Linked DNA regions of Gossypium arboreum: region 1 is linked to region 2. A link is a contact called in public Hi-C data. All regions are on one chromosome and are shown on one strand. The core of a region is the stretch at or near the end of the contact, and the rest is flanking DNA. Distances in the headings are between cores, read along the strand shown. Region 1 holds the start of LOC108459991. Region 2 has its middle 18 kb from the start of LOC108460563.

Evidence for each region. Hi-C and Micro-C count contacts between places; a contact is called where the count stands out from the background.
Region 1: a Hi-C map of leaf shows a contact between it and region 2, with 3 times the contacts expected there. The contact joins the promoter of LOC108459991 here to the enhancer-like site in region 2. A contact is called at or near these places in 3 of 5 Hi-C or Micro-C datasets (all in leaf).

Annotation. Positions count from the first base shown.
Region 1 is chr6:10,975,060-10,980,485 of ASM2569848v2, forward strand. LOC108459991 reads left to right here and starts at 2,101. Exons shown (of 3, transcript XM_017759376.2): 1 at 2,101-2,199; 2 at 4,407-4,488; 3 at 4,608-5,426. The coding sequence starts at 2,191. The coding sequence ends at 5,389.
Region 2 is chr6:10,919,973-10,925,578 of ASM2569848v2, forward strand. No RefSeq gene overlaps it. Among protein-coding and RNA genes, the nearest start is that of LOC108460563, 18 kb to the left of the region's middle. Within about 2 kb of position 2,594, at least 1 of the 2 cell types and tissues checked has an H3K27ac peak or open chromatin away from gene starts, as enhancers often do. A contact at or near this core is called in leaf, where this site is marked.

The DNA of each region.
Region 1 (5,426 bases), core at 851-3,350, 55 kb after region 2:
TACCATGTTGAAAATTTTAACATTTTAGTCAATATTTTCATTTAAAACAATTAAGTAGACTCTTTTTAAAAGGTTGATGATCAAATTTAGCTAAAATAAAAAAGAATAAAAATCGAATTGACAAAAAAATGTAAACATTAAAGGCTAAATTTTACATTATGCCTATAACTATTAAATCTTAAAAGGGATAATATAATTTTTGCCCCGTGAACTTGGCAACTAGGTCCATTTTGATACCTGTACTTTTTTTATCTACTTTGGTACTTAAACTTGACAACTAGATTCATTTTGGTCCTTGAACTTGAAAAATATAAAAGTTTGATGGCATGGCCTTTTGAGATCGTGCCACATCATCACTTGAAAATTAAAAAAATATATAAAATTTTAGGTGATGGCGTGGTACAATATTAGAGTGTAACATACAGTGTTCTAATAACTAGATTAGTGATTGAACTAGTTAGACCATTAGTTCATGGTTCAATCGATTGCATTGGGTCTACAACTATACCAACAATAATTAAAAATAATAATTCATAATTCTATTATTTTAAATATTAAAAAATTTATTAAACTGGTTTAACATGTTCAACTATTGGTTTTTGTGTTTTTTTTATCGGTTTCGAGTAGTTTTCAATTCAATCAGCCCAACCCCTTTGTTTGGACTAGTATATGGTCGATTATCGGTCCAATCAGTCTGACCAATCAATCTAGTCATATTCCAAGAAAATTGATCATATCATCAAATCTTGACGAAATTCAAGTTCAGGGACCAAAATGATTCTAGTTGCAAGTTTAGGTATCAAAGTGAACCAAAAATAAAAATAAAAATATCAAAATGTATCTAGATGCCAAGTTTATAGGCCAAAAATTATATTATTCAAATTTAAAAGTGTAAAAGTGTAATAATGAATTATATAAAAAAAAACCTAAATTCTTTTGCTTTCTTCCTTACCCATATATCTCAAAACTAAAAATCAAAATGAGAATTTTAGAAATTTTTGTTTTGAAGAATTATGCTTAAATATTTGATTTTTTTTAAAAATTAAAGATATTATAAATAACTAGCAAAAATTAAATTGAGGTGAGACAAGGGTGGGAATGGATGTTTCCAACATCCATGAAATTGGTAGTAGTTTTTAAGATTACACATCTATAATGGAGCAAAACGGATGATAATATAGAGCATGCAAACGATGCAGCAATAGTGGATTTACCAACATCCATCCCAATACACTCCATTCTCATACCTAACTAAAAACTCGTATGGCTGCTAATGTAATAACATAGGGAAATAGTTAGACATAAAATAAAAAATAATTAGTACAAATTTAAACTTAATATTAGAAAGATGAGTAAAAACTCTTGTAAAAAAAAAAAGGAATTTTTTTCTCCTCTTTACTAAAAATAAATAACGAGAATGGTTAAATATTACCAATTTGATTAGTTTATTATTAACTTATATATTAAAACATGCATAAAAATAATACTCCAACTAACGTAATATTAATACAAAGATAATGTTTCAAATATAAATCCTTTTAGTTACTTGAGATACAAAGCTAAAAGAGTACCAATGTTGATAAGCATTCTCGTTAAAGAGCCAGTCGTAACTCAACTCTAAATGTAGTTGGGATACAATGTCTTTTTTCTAAGTTGACTATTGGATACCAGGCATCTCATGCCAATATAATATAAAGCCTAGAAATGAGGATGGGTCCAAGAAAGAGAGCATAAATCCGGGACCGGAGATTAAAATCTATATAATTAATGCCATGGATGTGTCAGCCACAACAGCTCGAATATCAAATAACAAAATAACGTAGTTGGGGAGGATGATATATCTTTTTCATACCAGAACGAGGTTGTTGTTTGGATGCTTCTACGTCCAATCAAAGTTAAGTTCCTTGGTGGTGATAATTTAAAAAATTTGCCATCATCAATTTATGAAAGGTACCATGTGTCAATCATTCAATAACACATATGACGACAATCTTGGTCGTGACTCGTGATAAGAAAAACATTCTGTGTCGGATGGATACGATTGGTGGTCGAGAGTGCATGGAGTCAAAGTCTTTCGCCCTATTTAAGACGCAATTTAGCCGCTTAGGTTGATATAGAAGTGTAAGGAGGACACCCATCTCTTGATTTTTATCTCTTTGTCTGTTTCACTTGGTTCTATCATCCACTGCTATGGCAGAGGTGTGGCATTATTTCACCATTTATTTATTTTCTTTAATATTACTATGTCATATGTGCTGTCTGTTATTTACGGATTAGCTAATCTGATATGTTATATATTTATGTGTTAACTTCATAAACTCTACATTTTATGTTTCCAAAATAACGAAAGATTCATTATTTGAGTTGAGTTTGTGTATTTACTTTTGATTAGTATAAAAATAATAATAATAATAAAAATAAAATTAAATATTAAAATGACAATATAATATAAAACAAAAATAAATTAAACATACCGTATTACACCGTCTATACAAACTCACTCTTAACTTTTACATTCTTCGCCAATACTTAGTATCATATATATATCATTGCAGAAAATAAATGGAAGAATGGTAATACCTATTTTAATATAAATATAATATTATATGTACAATTTTCTATCTATCTTATTTTTATATTATTATCTAAGTATATGAGTCTAATGTAACAAATCAACTCGACATTAATTTCATCAACAAAATTCTTAAAATAATTTTAAATAATTTAAATAAGTTTTATTATTACGAAAATGCTTTTGTCATTTTTTTATTTTAAAAATAAATTTTATTACATATGTGTTACTATTATTAATTTCAAACCTTACATTTTATTATTTATTGTATGTTATTTTTTAAACACGTGTTTTAAATTCTTGGTTTCACGCATATACATATGGGGTAGAATTTTAATTTTTAATTTAAGTGTGTGACTGAGTTGGTGTCAACTCGACACTAACTCAGTCAAGAAAATTATATTTTAAATAAGTTATATTACTATGAGCTTACTTTTGTCTTCTTCTTATTTAAAAAATCAATAAAAATGTTGAAACAGTTGAGATTTAAACTCATGCTACCAACATCGATAATTTTTTCACCACTTTGACCAAAGCTTTATTTTTATGTTTTTATACATTTTAATTTTTTTACACAAATTGTTTTACCCACATTGTTCGTATATATTGATAATGTCGTTGATTGAATGAGTTGGTGTCATGACCAACTCAAGAAAAATGAAAATATCATGATAAATATTTAGATTACATTTAATATTCTTAGTCGATATATTTACTTATTTGAATTTTTTACGTACAATTTAAATTAACTTTTTATTTTAATTTTGAACATATTGTATACGTGTTGTTATTGTTATTATTATTAGTTTCAAATATTATATTTCATTATTTCTTGTATGTTATTTTAAAAAATATATGTATTCTAAATATGTTATTTCTATATACATACACGTGTGACACACGTAATATATATATATATATATATATGTATGTGCATGTACATACGTTCGCTTAAGCGGTAGAAATCGTGAATCATGAGCCGCAGACTTCAATCCCCCTAATATAACAGCGGAGGATATCTAGGATATCCAAAGTCCTGAACAATCCATTTCCATTGCCACGTTTAGGAGCACTATACTGGGTTGAATTGAATTCAGTTATTTCTATGTACTAAAATAGAAATTCATTTTCTATGAGATGGCATTGCATTAATTCTCTCTTTCTATATATCTATTTCTTTTTACAACTCAGAATCAATCCGAGCTATTTCTGAATAAAGTGAACACTCGGTTAATAGATCACAATTTAAATTATTTAAGTACTTAACTGAGTAGTTTTCACGAGTCAACTCGGTACTAACTCTATTAAAAAAATTATAAAAATATCTTTTCATAATTAAAATAAATAATATTATTTGAGGATATTTTATTCTTTTACTTAAAAGAACAATAAAAAAATTACATGTGATACAATTTGAACCCAAGACATTTATTGCTCAAACAAAGTTTTAAGTTGAAATAATTTGTGTATTTTAATTTTTTATGCATATTTTATTACCTATAACAATCGTATATTTAAACTATTATTCTTTATTTATTTTAATATAATATTTACAATTGTATTCATATAGTATTCTTAATTTGATATATTTATATATTTAAATTTCGTTTTACTCACAATTTAATCTTAATTTTTCATTTTAATATAAAAATATTTCATATATTTTTATTAGTTAATTGTAAATAATACATTTGATTATTCATTGTATGTTATTTTTAAATACACTTTTTTATCTATGATTTTGATGGAATTTCTGTAGTATGATAATATATATATATATATTGCTCTTTTCTTTTCTTACCTATCACATTGATTGATAAGAGCACTGTTGTAGGGCACAACAATGGTGTTGAAAGTTGACCTTCAGTGCTACCGCTGCTATCAGAAGGTCAAGAAAGTGCTCTGCAAATATCCGGGCAAGTTTGATCGATCTTTTCTTTTCTCATTATGATTTGTGCCTAAATTATATGCATGAACAAATATATATATAACATAAATGAAAACCGATTAAATGTGATGTAATGGTGTTGAACAGAAATAAGAGACCAGAAATACGATGAGAAGGCAAATACGGTGACCATCACTGTGGTCTCCATCGATCCTCAGTGTATCAAGACCAAGATAAGCAGCAAGGCCGGAAGTTGCATCAAAAGCATTGAGATTAAACCGCCTGAAAAGAAAGCACCTACTGAAACAAAAGATAAAGATAAGCCCCCTAAGAAGGAACCTGAGACAAAAATAGTATGGATACTTTGTAAGGTATGCAACACGTGGCATCCTGAAGGCCCATGCAACCAGACCATATATATTCCACTCCCACTGGCAAAGGCATGCAATGAGAATTGCGGGAAAAAAATGTGTTGTAATGGTTGTGGGGGCAGTGGGTGCAAAAGCTGCTTAGGTCATGGGTGGATCAGCTGGTATTGTGGTGCTTGTAGCAGCAGCAAGGCTTCATGTAAAGGTTGCGGTAGCTCTTCGTGTAGCGGATGCAGCAACTGGTCGTCCTGGTCATGCAGCGGGTGTGGAAGCTCTTCTTGTGGAGGGTGTTGCATAGGTTGCGGAAACAAATCATGTGGTGGGGGTTGTAGTGGTAGTGGTGGATACGGATACGGATACTACAATAGCTGGAGTTGCAGAGGGTGCAACAGCACCTCTTGCGGAGGATGCAAAGGCTCTTTTTCGTCTTTATGTAAGGGGTGCGGCAGCTTTTGGTGCAAGGGTTGTGGTGGTGGTGGTGGATCATGTGGTTGTGGGAGGTGCGGCCGTTGTTATGATGGGAGTGAACATAAAACGTCAGGTTATTGTACACCCATGTGAGGTGGAGAGTGGATAAAATGTATAATCTATTCCATTT
Region 2 (5,606 bases), core at 1,344-3,843:
CAAAGTCATTTTGATTTCTACAAGGCAGTGCATTAAAGGGTCATGCGCTACATCTTGTAAATAACAAATACTCTCGAATTCTACCAGTCAATCCTTAAAAAGCGACCTCTAACTACTCTACTTGAATAGGGGGGCTCATCAAAAGTGGCACAACACACATTACTTATTAGATCATAAGCTATGAGTCTCATTAAGGACTATTAGTTCAACCTTCTCGCTGTGAAACAAAGAGAATCGACCAAGTAAAAGACTTTATTAGAATAGTCTCTACCCCACTTTATTTGATCATAAAATCGCATGTCTTAATTTTGAATTATATTTTAGTATCTTTACTGGAAAAAAAATGAGTAAATTAGGCTCCGTTTAGATAAGTGGATAAAACAGCCACACAGTTAAAATTACATCATTAAATATTTGTGTTGGTGTTTATATATAAGGCATAATAACAAATTTAGCACTTAACCCTACACATTTATTCAATTTGATCCCTACTATGATCTGTTATTTGAAGTAAATTAAAAAATTTGAAACTAATAAGGCTAAAAGTCAAATTTTAAAATTATTAAAAATTCAATTAAGCTCTTTTAAATTTTAAAATTAAAAAATCATAAAATTATAAAAAATATTTCAAAAAATTTAAAATTTGGGATTATAAAAATTTTGATCTACTGTTTATAAGATTTTCTAAATCTAATCCCAATTTTTCTTTAAAAATTCAATTTTACTGGGATAGTATTGTTATTTTTAATAAAATTTTAAAATTTTTATAATTCTTTTCTATAAATTTTATGATTTTTAATAATTTTAAATTTTAAAAGAGTTTAATTAATTTTAAAATTTTTTATTAAGGTCCTTTTAATCCTTTAGTCTTATCAGTTTAAAATTTTCCAATTTATTTCAATAAAAGATCATAATAAGGATCAAATTGAATAAATATATTGCTCTATATATAAATAACAAAACAAATATTTAATGATATAGCTTAATTACTCATTCATCTATCATATCTAATCTAACTTACCCAATTTTTTCAGTAGCCATTTCGTAGGTTTTTGTTTCCTTTCCTTTTAAGAGCATATTTGAAAATTGAAACTGATGATCAAAAGAACCGAAATTAATCTTACACATATCTAAACATATTTAGTTCAAGGTAGTTAATATTGTACATGTCAAGTATTCTCTTTTATTAGTATTGATACGTATCAGTATTGATTTATTTTATTTTAAATTTATTTATATTTTTAAAAATATTATATATATATATATATATATATATATATATATATATAAAAGAATAGGAATGATCCATCTACATCAGTGTAAAATTAAAATGGTTTTACACTCTTTTGTAATTTTTCTATAATCAATATTTTAACAATCCAACCATTGAATTTAGCAAGATATTTGTACTTGTCATGCATGTAAAATTTTGAGCCGATTCAATATCTTTATCATGTCGATCTAAACGATTGTCTATATTAATATATATTTTACAATTGAAGGTTCTTTTACATAAAGCAAATAGTTAGAAATTTTTATTTATACCAAACTTAACATAAATGATCAATATGAATGTAGCATGAAACATGACAGATCTATAAAATTTACACTGAAATGTGTAAAATCACTTTAGTTTTACACGATGTATGTGGATCCCCATAAAATATTTAAAAATATAAAATAATAAGACTAAATAAATCTCAAATAGAAAATATTCATAAAATTAAAGCTTTACTTAAAGTGGTAAATAAAATATTTAAAAATGTTGGTGACATAAATTCAAATCTCACTCTAAATAAAATTTACGACACCAAAAAAAAAATCATAAATTATGTAAAATTTGTTTAACAAGCTTCACAAGCTCAAAATAAACAAGCAAAACATTTACAGAATAGTATCTAATACACTACCAATGGAGTTTTTAGACTCCACAAGTAGAGTCAAAGGGTTGCCACAGTGGTGAAGCAAGAAATTTTTTTTTTTTGAGGACGAAATTAAAATGTATTTTTTACGATAATAAAAATACAATTTCGCTATTTTAATATTCTACATCTTTATAATTTTAAAGGATTAAATCAAATATTTATTATTTTGGGGACCAAAAGATAATTTTACTATTACTAATTTAAAATTGTATAAATTATAAAGGACCTAAATAGAAAATTTTTATTTTAGGGAATTTAGAGTCTCTATCACCTCCCTTGTGGGTTGACATATGTCTTATAAGAATAAGGGTATAGTAAAATACTAAAAAATAAATATTTAAAAAAGAAAAATACATAATAAAATTTTAAAACTACTTATGAAATAAAAAATATATTATTAGTATATGAAATATTAACCCAAAGTTTATTCCATAAATTAAAGAGTAATGCCATCTCATACTATGCACATAAAATTAATAACTCAATAAATTCAAAATGAATAATAAAAGGTGAATTTATATTTAAAATATATTTTAAAATTAAATTTTGGTCACCTTGTCTTCTGATCCATGAACCAAAAGTTAAGAAACTGAAGGGGTCCCCAGTCCCCACTTCCAAATTCCACTCATCGACTATGACGTAACCACACTGCTTTTAGCTATCGTGTGCTAGACTCAATTTAGGCCTGTCCTAATGGATCCGTGGTCCACTACTCTAATACCCCATTCCTATACTGGTTCCTTGTATATTGACCACAGCCCAACTGGCGTGCTATTTTGTTACAGCCTTTCATTGGGGAATAGTATATTATGGGTGATTGATTACTAGACTTGTCCGTCCATATGTCTATTCCAAATTTAAAGAAATTTAGATAAAAATATTAAATTTTAAAAAATTTAAGTAAAAAAATTATGTTCGTTTAAAATATGAATTAAGTATGGTCAACTCAATTTTTTAATTTTCTAATATATTATATTTTGTTATTTTTATATATTTTATAATTTATAACATTTAAATATAAAATTTATAGTAACATAAAATAATATAATGTAAACATTAAAAAATATTAAATTGATTATATATTAAATTTTAATAAATTAAAATATATAATTATTAAATTAAAATTAAAATAATATAAATATATTTTTAAAAATAAAAATATAGTATGAGCTGATCTAAAATGGGTTTGGGTTATCCATTTATAAATATAGAACGAGTTTAAATAAAATTTTAAACCCATATTTCGACCCGAGTAAAACTTAACTTAAATAAATATAAAATATATTAATACTATACTTAAACTCGGTCCTATCCAACCCAAGAAAACCTCTAACCCACATAATGTACAATTAATATTTGCTCTAAACTCCAAACACCAACAACTATTGTCTTTTAAAACCACTCCATAATCTTTATGTATGTGTATATTTATATTCTTGGAGATATATGAGTGGTTCATATATATATATATAAGCCTGGTCCTAGGGTTGTTTGAAAGTGCAATTGTTTAGGGTTAAAGGTTGGAAGGGGTTAAAATTTTTTTTTTAACTTTTAATGTCGAAAAAAAAATTTAAGACTTTTAATTTTTCACCATAAATGCTTTATCTCTTAAGACCCACAAATTTTTTAATTTTTATTGTATTTTATTATATATATATATATATATATATTTGAAAGGGTCCAACTTATTATTTCGTCTATGACCCTAAAAATATCAAGAATGGACATTTATACATACAGATTTGCTTCTCAAGCCATACAAGATTGCTTTGAATATATGAGTAGGATTATCCCTCCTTTGCAATCAGAAAATGTGTGGCTGACTGTTAAACGAGGAGATGATGTAACAATGTATAATAACAAAAAAACACAACATAAATAATGCAAAATAATCTTTTATTGAGCTAAAATATATTGTTCATGTGTTCAAATATCAGAATTTACGTTAAAGAAAAGAAGAAAGAAGGGTTATTAAAACAACAAAAATTCTTTAAGTTGGTTCTGTAATTTGTTTTTTAAAAATTAAATTATAAAAATAATTCCTCAATTATGTTTTTTTCTATTATGATCATTCAATTATTGGTCATTCAATTCAGTAATAAAATTTTTAAAATTAAATATTTTATTCTAGTTGTCGTTAGATGAGCGACGGAAAGTTGATGTGGGCTTTTTTTCTTGTCCTAATAACAAATTTAGCCCCTCTAATATTTACACATTCTATCGTTTTAATTCTATATATAAAAAATTCAACAAATTTACCTTCATCATTTACAAAGTTTGTCATTTTAGTCCGAATTATAAATAAAAAAATCAATAAATTTAGCTCTCAATATTTACAAAATTTGTCAATTTAGTTCTCTAATTCTAAAAACTTAAAAAATATATAATTAAAAAAAAGTCATTTTTAGACCTTTTACCCTTTGATTTTTTTTGCACTCACTTAGAACCTCAAAGCTAACCAACAGAAACCTAATGAAGCAATTTTTTTCCTTTTTTTTTTCCCTAATTCAAATGTAAATAAGCCCAAGCTAGCTGGGGAATGCAAGGTTTTTTGAACTGGATTGGACTGATTGGTCGGATCGAGAATCGATTAAGTTATCAGTCTAGAGAAAGGCTGTAACACCCCACACATGTACCCTATGCCGGGACGGAATACGAGGCGTTACTTAACTTGAACACATACATTCACACGGTTCCAAGTCACCATAATTAGGTCAAATATAAAACTTTTCCGATCTTTATCAAAACTCCATAATAAAGGCCTATAAGGCTTTAAACGTTCATTTAAAACCATTTGGGAATATTTCGGATCTTCCCACGAACTCTGAAAAATATTACTAAATACAGGGGCACACGCCCGTGTGGGGGGCAACACGCCCGTGTGACCATTTTAACATGGTCGTGTTGTTGGTCTGTGTGGTCTACACGGCCTAAGCACCTAGGGACACGCCCGTGTTCTCCACTCGTATGGAATTAATTCTAGATTCACACCTACAGGGGTTTTCACACGACTTGGCACACGCCCGTGTGCTTAGCCCGTGTCCTTCACACGGCCATGACACTCCCGTGTCCTAGCCTGTGTACAAAAACCTGGACATTCTGTTTCTGACGTCACCAATCCTTAAGGGCCACACGGCCAAGGCACACGCCCGTGTGCTAGGCCGTGCCCTTCACACGGTTGAGACACACAGACGTGTCTCTGCTCGTGTGTTTACTATCATGCATATTGACTTGCATATTTTACATGCAGGGGACACACGGCCGGACAAAACTCCTATGGGGCTGGCCGTGTGTCACACACGACCTAAACAAACGCCCGTGTGCCTATCCGTGTGGACAAAATAAGGCTATTTACCAAGCCTCTTTGCCACCATTACTTACATAACCTGCATAAGATCACTCTATACCAATACAATGGCACATCATATGGCCAAAACAACCACAATAGACAACATTTCAATTGTGCAAATTTACTCATCAATAAAAAGTAACATCTTCTACACAATATCAAAATGAATATTGACCATTATCCATGGCCTTATACAAAAATGAAAGGATTTAACCCAAGCCACATATTTGGCTAATTTCTCAAGGACACAAAACAATAAAGTCTAAGCCATATAATGCCATACTAAAAAATAAAAAGTCTAATTATACCGAGTGCTTCAGATGATAGTGTGA